Linked DNA regions of Xenopus tropicalis: region 1 is linked to region 2. Evidence: chromatin contacts called from public Hi-C data. All regions are on one chromosome and are shown on one strand. Each heading gives the region's core, a stretch centred on a gene start, on an enhancer-like site or on the middle of the called end of the contact. The rest is flanking DNA. Distances are from core to core; before and after follow the strand shown.

The links. A called contact is a pair of places that touch in the nucleus more often than the background predicts.
Region 1: a Hi-C map of gastrula embryo shows a contact between it and region 2, with 2.0 times the contacts expected there. The contact joins the promoter of tbx2 here to the promoter of tbx4 in region 2. A contact is called at or near these places in 2 of 5 Hi-C or Micro-C datasets (gastrula embryo and neurula embryo).

The regions. Positions count from the first base shown.
Region 1 is chr2:92,270,139-92,275,313 of UCB_Xtro_10.0, reverse strand. It overlaps tbx2 (T-box 2), which reads left to right and starts at 1,957. Exons shown (of 7, transcript NM_001035119.1): 1 at 1,957-2,683; 2 at 3,694-3,961. The coding sequence starts at 2,319. It overlaps LOC101731542 (a long non-coding RNA gene), which reads right to left and starts at 1,248. Exons shown (of 4, transcript XR_208289.4): 1 at 556-1,248.
Region 2 is chr2:92,137,823-92,143,458 of UCB_Xtro_10.0, reverse strand. tbx4 (T-box transcription factor TBX4) reads left to right here and starts at 2,381. Exons shown (of 9, transcript XM_002933826.4): 1 at 2,381-2,709.

The DNA of each region.
Region 1 (5,175 bases), core at 708-3,207, 130 kb before region 2:
ATCCCAGCGTTCGGAGGGCGCTGTTTGAAGATTTTTTGGGTAAATATGAAGTGACAAGAGACGGGTCTTATTGTGAGACGTCAGCAGACTGGCGCCAAGCGGCTCTTTAACAAACTGAGCCCCAGTTAATCAGAACAGATCTATAAATGGACGAGCCCGTTTGTATGTGTGTGTATGTGAGTGTGTATGTGTATGTGAGTGTGTGAAATGTTACAATCACTGACAGCAGAACAGACTAAGCAGTGGGGTGAGAGGCTTCCTGGTCACAGGGGGTATAAGCCCAACACAACCTGTAATTATCCCCCCCCCACACACACACACCAAATGTGTCACTTGCCTTTGTCTCTCCTAAGAGCAGTCACATTACAATTCTGCTGCGGAAACAATTAAGCATCATGCCAGCCCCCCCGTGTAATTTCTGTTACTAGCATTGTACAGAAGTAGCGCTTGGCATAATTAAGGCGCAATATAGCGCATGTAGGAAGTGGGGGATCAGAGCAATGTTGCAGGCAGTGGAATGAACTGTAGAAAGAATGAAATAGAATGGCAACGTACCAAGGTTTAGTGGCAGTCACTCACCCCAGGCTTGGGCTATAATTCTGGAAATCCACACACTTGTGCTGCTCCCCGGCTCACGAATGCTCCGATCCGAGCTGAACTCTGCACATGACCTCAGGGGCTGAATTTAAAGCGGCGATGCCCTACAGCGCCCAGATCAGTCACCCTAGGCAGGTACGGCAGCAGTGCTGCACCCACACACAGCAACAAGGCAGACAGAAAGCAACAGCCTATCCCCTCAGTGTGTGCCAGCCAGGGAGGTTTTCATACAAGCAAACATGCCCTGTATTTAATGCATGTTGGGCCCCACCTCTAGCCAGTTTATATGCATCTTGCTCCTCAGCACAGGGTTTAGCCCATTCCCTTACAGTCCATTATACATGGACCTGGGGGGCCTGCGGGGGCAACTTCTAACCCTCTAACATATTTAAACTGGCATACTGTATGCGTATACGGGCAGGTAGGTAGGCAGACAAAGGACTGAATATATAGGAATGACCATAACTAGGTAGATAGAGGGAATAATGCATATATTTAACAATTGACTGATAAATATACAAAATGTAGTTGTGGCAAAAGGTAAGTTTTATGGAATTATAGGCTAATATATGAACAGATCGGATACATAATATAAATAGGGAAAAATAGGCAAACATTCTTAGATGATAAACATATAGATAGATAAATGATAGATAGATAGATAGATAGATGATAAATAGATAGATAGATGATAGATAGATAGATAGATAGATAGATGATAGATAGATACGTAGATAGATAGATAGATAGATAGATAGATAGATAGATAGATAGATAGATAGACAGACGATAGATAGATGATAGATATATAGATAGATAATAGATAGAATAGGCGAATAGTTTAACAGTTGGATATGTGGGTGAGTGGGGTGAAAGCAGGTGTATGAGATAAGTGGGCTGGGGGAAAGCAGACTTATGTGCCCGTATCCCACTGTAGGTATAGGTAACTATGGAATAAAAGGTCAGGGAAGAGCAGATTTTACATGTGTAAACCCGGTGCTATAAAACGGGCCGAGCATTAAACTTGCCCCACCTGGGGCCACTAGGCGACCACCCTCCGGGCAGACTGGTTCCCACAAGCCGGCAAGGAAATGCAAGGGAGCCCGGTGTTGGGGACTGAGCCGTTCCAGTGGGTGGGGATTTCCAGCCCTTTCCCGCTGTCATTGGTTAATATTTGATTCTGTTGACATGTTTTCTTACTGCTGATGCTTCCGACACCTTCCTTTTTTTTCTCTCCCCCCTCTCTCATCCAGATCTTGGCCTGAGCTGTCAAAACCCCGCCTATGGAGATCCACAATTGGTCCAAAAAGCGTAAAATCAGCAATCAAGGGGGCTTGGCTCATTAGCAAGGGGATCAGAGCAGGAAGGACATGTGAGATAGTCACAGTTTTCCAGAGATCACGACAAGATCTCACCATTCCCACTCCCATCCTACACCATGACCGGCTGAGCTCACACTTCAGCTCCATAACTCACACTTGTATTCTCTGTCCCTCACTTCAAGCAGCAGCAACACAAGTGCGGAGCCAGAGTGAGCGCCACAGGCTGGGAGAGAGCTCATTGCTGGGACTACAGAGAAGTTAGTGCTAAGGAGGGACCCATGCACTGCGCCCAGTAGGGAGACTTCCTCCGGCACCGGGACTGCCACTTTGTGCGTCGGACAGGGCTCTATCTCGCTCTGGAAGCTCCCTCTCTTCTCCCCTGGATTTGTGCATGCACCGATGAGAGATCCAGCTTTCCCGGGGGCTGCCATGGCGTATCACCCTTTCCACGCTCCCAGACCAGCCGATTTCCCCATGTCTGCTTTCCTGGCAGCCGCACAACCCTCCTTTTTCCCGGCTCTAACCCTGCCTCCGGCAGCTCTGGGCAAACCCCTGTCGGACCCTAGTCTGGCTGGAGCCGCCGAAGCCGGGCTGCACGTCTCGGCCCTCGGGCATCACCATCAAGCGGCTCATCTACGCTCCCTCAAGAGCCTGGAGCCAGAGGAGGAGGTCGAAGACGACCCCAAAGTGACTTTAGAAGCCAAGGAACTGTGGGATCAGTTCCACAAACTGGGCACGGAGATGGTCATCACTAAGTCTGGGAGGTGAGCTCGCAAGTACCCTCAGATATTCTGTATATAATGTGCTGTGTGCGATCAGAACAGGCAACAGGGTAGGGGAACAGCAGTGTAACAGTTACAGACACGTTGCTTTGTCTGTTTTCCTTCACTTTATTGTATGTGAATACGAGGAGAATGTATCGCTTATGGAAAGTGCAATAAGCCAGGCAAATGTTTTGTGTCCGTTGCATTATTAATAAATCATATTTCTTTGGTCTGAAATCAGGACAGGCCTTTTCCTTTGTAGCTGTAGGGATAGCTGGGTCAGCAAAGTACAAGAGAAAGCAGAGGCTGAGCGCTATAGATAACGCTGAGCTGTTAGTAGCTCGTTTAGCAGTCACAGCCCAAACAAACGGTTCTGTCCAAACCGGATCACATTTGCGAGAGACACGGTTCCCATCTGCAACATACAAAGCCCACACTTTGTGTAAATGCACTTCCGTGCCTTTATGTGTTCTTTCTGTTCCTCCTGCTGACTGGCTTCTTATCCAGAACAAGTATTTATGGTGCAAGCTAATGTGCTTGTGCATCTGAAATCCTTTTTGGCTTTCATTCCATCCACTGGACGTTTATATGCCAAGAAAACAAGCTCGGATGTCCAATGCACACACACAGATCCGCTGAGACAATTAGAAGTGAGACTTGGCCGTTTCTCTGCGGTCTCCTTGTGTTCTTAACCCAAAGAACAGACTGTAGTTCCTATCCCAGGGAGGGGTGCATATATATATATATATAGGGCTCTAGAGCCACACAGTGGAGCAGCATAAGCTCGATGGCTAAAGCATTCTCAGACCTGGGTCCTTGTGCACAAAGTGCCAAGTGAGACCTATAGTTTCCTAATGTCATGGCTTCCACCCTCAGGCAGGCCTGGCATATGTTACCGCTCAATAGATAACATTGTAGCTAAACTATTAAGAACTAGCGAGACATGGTTGAATGCAAGCTCTGCACTCAGTTCTTACTTGTTGAATTCAACCCCTTTCCTTCTGTTGCAGGAGAATGTTTCCCCCATTCAAAGTAAGGGTGAGCGGCCTGGACAAGAAAGCCAAGTACATTCTGTTAATGGATATAGTGGCTGCGGATGACTGTCGTTACAAATTCCATAATTCCCGTTGGATGGTGGCTGGCAAGGCTGACCCAGAGATGCCCAAACGCATGTATATCCACCCTGATAGCCCTGCCACAGGAGAGCAATGGATGGCCAAACCCGTTGCTTTTCACAAGCTCAAGCTCACCAATAATATATCAGACAAACATGGCTTTGTAAGTATAAACATTGAGTTTTTAGCATTGGCCCCTTGGTCACAATATGTACCCCCTTATATGTACCTCTATTAGAGAATCGTCTGCCTATTTGGTAGGGTGCAGATATGTGGGCATTGGGGCCATGGAACAGATGTTAGGCTGGGGCAGTTGCTGAAAATAATCATTGGAAAATGTTTCACTAGGGAGGAGACAGATGTACCTAGGTTTTAATGTATTTTCAGACTTATGTTTTGGGCTAAATGCATTTTTAATGGGGGAATGTTAATATCCTGAACTTGGCAAGAGCAGCAGGCACATTATTTTAATAAATGTACCTTAACCACAATGAGTTTACTATTCCTCCCTGGATAATGGAGTTTTTAGCTTTACAGTGGGCTTAAAATTAGAAAATGAAATACTCACTAGGTTAAAAAAGACAGTTGCTTATCTGGAATATGTATTTCCACTGGGAGTCACAAGTTCCATGCAGCAATAATGTGGTCATAATATGCAGAAAACAGGATTGTGTCCTTTATCTTCAGAAAACTTTACATGGCTAATCCATAACTGATTAAGAATAGGCGCATTAACTTCAGGGCTTTGGATATTTCTAGACCTGAAACTTTGCTTTTTTTTTTTCATTTGTAACAATTAGATCCCCACAGTCAGTAAAGTAAAATACTGTTCTGCCTCTACACAGATTCATTTCACATTAATTATTCTGCGGTAATTATTTAAAATATAGCATTTTAAAAATGTAAAGGTCATGGAGAGTTTCCCTTAAAATTACAAAAATATATGTAGTAACTTGTCAAGGAGGTAATAACGGTCTGCCTCTGAGTTTTTATATCTAATGTAGTTAATGGATGTTTTTATTTATGTTGGTGTGTATCTTTAGGACTATTTACTTCCCAATTATAATTCTTAAATTGTTGATGTAACTGGTATAAATATACATACATGACACGCTATATACAAATAAATAGGTGCTGGCAAGGTATTGCCATAATTGTTCCTCTTAGGGATCTTGAAATGATGTTTTTTCGAAATATTTGGCTTATGGGAAGTTTCGTCTGATAATCTTTTGATATCTGGCGATCGTGCAGCAATTGGTACAATAAAAAAAAACCACCACGGTAATTTTGTGAGTTAGGAGAATCCCCAAGAGATAGTATTTAAATCTGGAAAATGTTGGGGATTAAACAAAGCTGCTGAAATGAGGTCATGGAGAG
Region 2 (5,636 bases), core at 1,132-3,631:
TAAATGGACGATTTTACATTATTTTACCTCTTACTGAAATGTGTGCCTTTTATTTTTATATCATTTGCCAAGCGATTTCTTGAAGAAAAAATCTCAAGGCAATACCTGTATATTTCTTTTTAACCTGGCCCACACTGAGACTTAATGGTCTTTTCATTGGCCCTAATTATTCGTCTACATTTATAGAAAAAAAAACGTATTTGTCTTAATTACCTACATCTATTTACAAATTGCTATATTATGTATTAAAGCACCTTCCATTTATTGGCAGAGGGAAATGGGCAAGTTTATGTATTCGTCTGTATAGGTATTCATACGTGTTTCTCTTTCTGTTTATCCAACCGGCTATTGTTATTATATTTTTATACATTTTTATGAGCCCAAATTACTATCCATCCCTCTATCTATCTATCTATCTATCTATCTATCTATCTATCATCTATCTATCTATTTATCTATCTATCATCTATCTTTCTATCTTTCTATCTTTCTATCTATCTATCTATCATCTATCTTTCTATCTATCACTTTATCAACGATTATCTCACATTTATGTGAGTAAATGTAACCCATCTAAATTTGTATCAACCTATCACTATATCTATCTATCTATCTATCTATCTATCTATCTATCATCTATCATCTATCATCTATCAATCATCTATCTATCTTTCTATCATCATCTATTTGACATCTTTCCATCTATTTTTATTTGTCCATATGTGCATCCGTCTATACACCAACCTGCTTAGTATAAAATACTTGTATATATTTTTTTTATCTATAAATGTTTATTTTATCTATATCTAATGTTTATCTTTATGTTTACCCACGTATTAGCAATTATGTATTAATGAACAAATGTATGGTTTAACTCTATCTAATACTTAAATTCTTTGTTTCAGTCCGCTTATCTGTCAGTCAGGGCTTTAAGAATCTTGGAATCTATCATCTAGCTGTCTGCCTATCTGTTATCTATCTATCTATCTATCTATCTATCTATCATCTATCTATCGATCATCTACCTTAGTCCTAAAACTATAATTATAGAATAAAATAATCGATTTATCTATCTTTCAATATTTTTTTATCTTGTCAAAAATATCTATCTATCTATCTATGTATCTATCATCAGTCTGTCACCTTTTTGTATGCCCTGTCTGTCTCTCTATATATCAAAATAAAATATTTATTTAAAAAGGCAACACGCAAGTTATGCTGTCAGTCAGTTCATGCCACAGCACTGAGAGGTAAGATGATTAAGAAAGCATGAAATATGGAATAATCTAGGCTCTGACATTCACCCACACCCCTTGGAGGGTCAGACATATTATAGCTGATCATTTAAACATTGGGGGCTTACCGTTTGGTAACGAATTCAGCTTTGTAGAGGTAGCAGCTGGAAAGAATTTTGTATAGAATTAATCGTCTGCTAATATTTGCATCGACTGTATTTAACTCAATTTTTTTTTCATAACTGTAGCATATAAGTACTTTATTGCTTACAACATTTTGTTAACCCTTAGATTCCATGTATAAATCTCATGCATACTTATTGGTGAACGATTTAAATGATCCAAATCCTCCAGTGGTACAATTTGATACGTAGGACATTGACATATTCCTTCTAAATTATTTCTGATGTTTTCCAAGTCGTGAAATTTCCAACTAAAATACAAATTTTTTGAATCTTCTATGTTTCGATAGATAAAGTCCAAAGTTTGGTTAAAATATTTTTGGCATTAATATAACAGAAATTATACTTTCTGTGGAAGTACATGTAAGAGTCCTGTAATAATCCTGTCAGCTTTACGTATTCTTTTTAGACGAAATAGCCTCAAATGATTTTGATTTTAGTAAAACCAGAGTAATGAAAGTGTGTTCGTTGTAGCTATGCACGTTTATGTCTAAATATTTTTATATAATGAAGAAAAGTCAGGGTGAATTAGACATTTATATAGGAAAAATATGTCCTCCCTCCCCCATCTGCTAAAAAGGTGAAAACGTTACAAATGCACACAACTTGAAAAGTCTTCCAAAACATTTTATACACAGATAATCTTGCCAGCCTCCCTCTCCATAAAAAGAGAAAGAGAGAGAGATAATAATCCCTATTGTCCGGGACATTATTGCCCTAGATCAGTGCCCACTGGGAATGCTGTACAAATGCCAGGGAAATGGATGTATTTTATCAGCCGAAATGTGGACACTGGTCAGTGGAGAGATGGGCAGGGGGCTAATTGCACAGAGCACAGCACCAGAATGTAGGCGAATGGACTAAAACAGTTAAATTCTGGGGGATGATGCTGAGGGAACAGACTTGCACTGAGACTGATTGACAGCGGCAACGTCAGCAGGAGGGGGGAGACTAGAAGGGGAGGGGGAAAAGAAGGCCAAAAAAATCTATCTCTGAGAAACTTTTTTTTAGAGAAGATCAAGGAAAAGTTTCCGTGGGATCTGGGAATGTCTCCTCTCTCCTGTGTGGAATGAGAGATCGGGATGCGGACACAGTGGGAAGGGAAACTGATCCATAGAAGCAGCTGTGCCGCAATCTAAAGGCAGCATTGCCCACTCCCCTGTGCCCACAGGCCTGGCAGGATCATCCTCACTGCCACTGCAGGGAACCCAGCTGCACCCATCAGGAAATGCTTCTGCTTCGTTCTTGGATATAAAGGGACGTTCCTAGAGCCTGGAGCCTGTTTAACCACTGTAAGTTGCCCATTTACTTGGCACTATTCTGTGTGCGGGGAGGCAGGGCAGGGAGCAGGGCATGGAGACAGGGCAGGGAGCAGGGCATGGAGACAGGGCATGGAGACAGGGCAGGGAGCAGGGCATGGAGACAGGGCATGGAGACAGGGCAGGGAGCAGGGCATGGAGACAGGGCATGGAGCAGGGCAGGGAGCAGGGCATGGAGACAGGGCAGGGAGCAGGGCAGGGAGCAGGGCATGGAGACAGGGCATGGAGCAGGGCAGGGAGCAGGGCAGGGAGCAGGGCATGGAGACAGGGCAGGGAGCAGGGCATGGAGACAGGGCAGGGAGCAGGGCAGGGAGCAGGGCATGGAGACAGGGCAGGGAGCAGGGCAGGGAGCAGGGCATGGAGACAGGGCAGGGAGCAGGGCAGGGGCCCGGGAAGTAGCAAAGAACAAGCAGCAGGTTTATATACCATACACCCAAGGAATAGAGGGTGGTGCCAGTTACTAAGCACCCAAGTGAACTTGCTCCCTCTTGTCAAACTATTCCCTTCTTTTCTTTAGCAAAAATACATATTCCAATACACATGGAAATAATGTTCTCAGCAAATTACTGTAGATTTCAGTTGTTTGACAATATATGACTGGAGAGGCCAATGAGGCCAATGAGGGTCGCATCAGAAAGGTTTTAGGTGTATTGGGTGCATTGCTCTTTACTTTCTAATTTTCAGAGCCTATTTCTAACCCCCTCACATCCAACAGAGCAAAGGAATTTTCTGCCTTAGCTGCCAATAACTGCCTATGGAGTTACTGTTTAGTCTAAACAATAAGGTAAATTAAGTAAATATACGTTTAATCTACTGTCGCAGGCGCAACTTTGACTTCCTAGGTTTACATCAGAACTGCGTGCGTTTAAACTGCAAATCGTAATACTAGTTCTGATGTAAATGAAGGCCTTCACCAATGAAAGTTGTGCTTAGAATTGCGCCTGCGACAGTAGATTAAACTTAACTTTACTAAACAACTAAATTTACTAAATTTTACTCTAAATGCAGCAGTGGGCAAAAAAGCCACTTTGTTCTGATGGGTGTTTAATTCCCTGGTAATCAAAGGTGTCGAACCTGGTAACAGATTAGACACCTCTAGATTATTACTCCCATCACCCAGTGACTGCCAGCATCCCATGACAGTCTGGCCTCTGGCTGAACAACCCTGTATGTAACTATTCTGCACCACCAGGACAATGATGCTAGTAATGATAATAGTAATAACAATGTAATTTGCAATAATGCAATATTGTAGGTTATATTATATGTAAAAAAGATTGCTTTGGATATCATTTATATACTAAAAATTTCTGGAATTTAACTGCATGGTACAAAGTATTATAATTAATTTGGGCCCGCAGAATTCAGTCTTGATGGCCTTTACCAGCCGCATTGCAAGGTCGCAAGGATGAAAAATGGCGAAATATTCTCAATAAATTATAGTCTGGTATAACAATAGATCCGTTTCGCTAAAGTGCATTTACTATGGTATGTACTTTAGTAGTTATAGAGATATTTTAATCACTTGTATCTTAATCATTTTAAAACATTCTATCGTTCGAGCGTTGACAATTTGATTCTAAAAAAAAAACATTTTAAATAAAATGTTTAAATAAATAATGTGTAGTAAATCTATTAACTCTTTTAATATTATTATACCATAATATGCCATATTCTGTTTTTATTCAGTTTATGTATAAATCATCAGCATATCAGATATAAATACAAGGTAATATATTTAAAATGCTTTACCATTTAGAATGGAGAATTCAAAGCGTTTCCTGTTTGTTTAGTTTGAGAGGTTAAAGAGCTTTTGACACTAGATAAACGGTAAAGCTCTGATATCCCAAGAAACGTGACTCTGTAAATATAAATATTTTCTCTTACCTAAAGAGAGCAGCATACGAATATACACACACGTCACTCAGAGGCACTCAGCAAGCATTTCATTCCAATACACACACATTCACTGCGTCTGATCGCTTCCATTTGTTGGCCTAGCGAAATTGAATATAAATAAACTTGAGAGAAGAGGACAATAGCAAAGAGACAGACAGCAACAGTTCATTTTTGTCGAAATTAAAATATAGAAGGGTCACTAATAAAGATAAACTTAAGGAATAATTAAAAAGTGGTGATTTTTTTAGTGTGTAGAAGATCAAATTAATATCAGGAATGTTCGGGGTTCCAGAGAAGCTAATCTTACAATCCCAGCATCAATAGACATTGCACGACAGCTAAATGATGGTCCCAAGATTAACCGTTTAGGTGCAGAATAAATTTTTTTGACATTTTTTAGGAGAGGTTGGAAACAGACTTTTTTAGATCGTTATTAGAGTATATTTCCCCCATGGGTGGAGGGCAAGATGTTTGTGTGCTGAGTCGGTGCGCTCCAGCTCGGACAGGTCTGTCAGTGTCTGGGATCTCTCATTCCCCATGGATAACAGGCCGCTTTGCTCATCAGAGCATCTCCCTATAGCCCCCATGTTGCTCCAATTACAAGGATTATGCAAAGAATCTGCAGGGCTGTACACTCACAGCGGCTACAGGTTAAAATATGTCTCCTTGTCATGCAACAATCTAACCCAGAGAGGTGAGTGACCTGGAAATTCGCCAAAAAAATTGGCATTTTGTTGTCCGCTTGTGTCATTTGTATATTGTATTCTCATTTACAAACACAAGGGCATATAAGGATGAACACAAACAGGACCATTCTGCTAAATAAGTAGCCCCCCCCCACACACACACACAAACACACACTTTGTTTCAAGTAAAAGTCAAGGATGATGAGCCCCAGGTCCCACGGTGAGGCTGTCATACCTTATCTTTATTGGCCTTTCCCCGTCTCTGCCCAATGTAAAGCTTTCCCTTTTATCTGCTGCCCGAGCTCCATCTCCCCG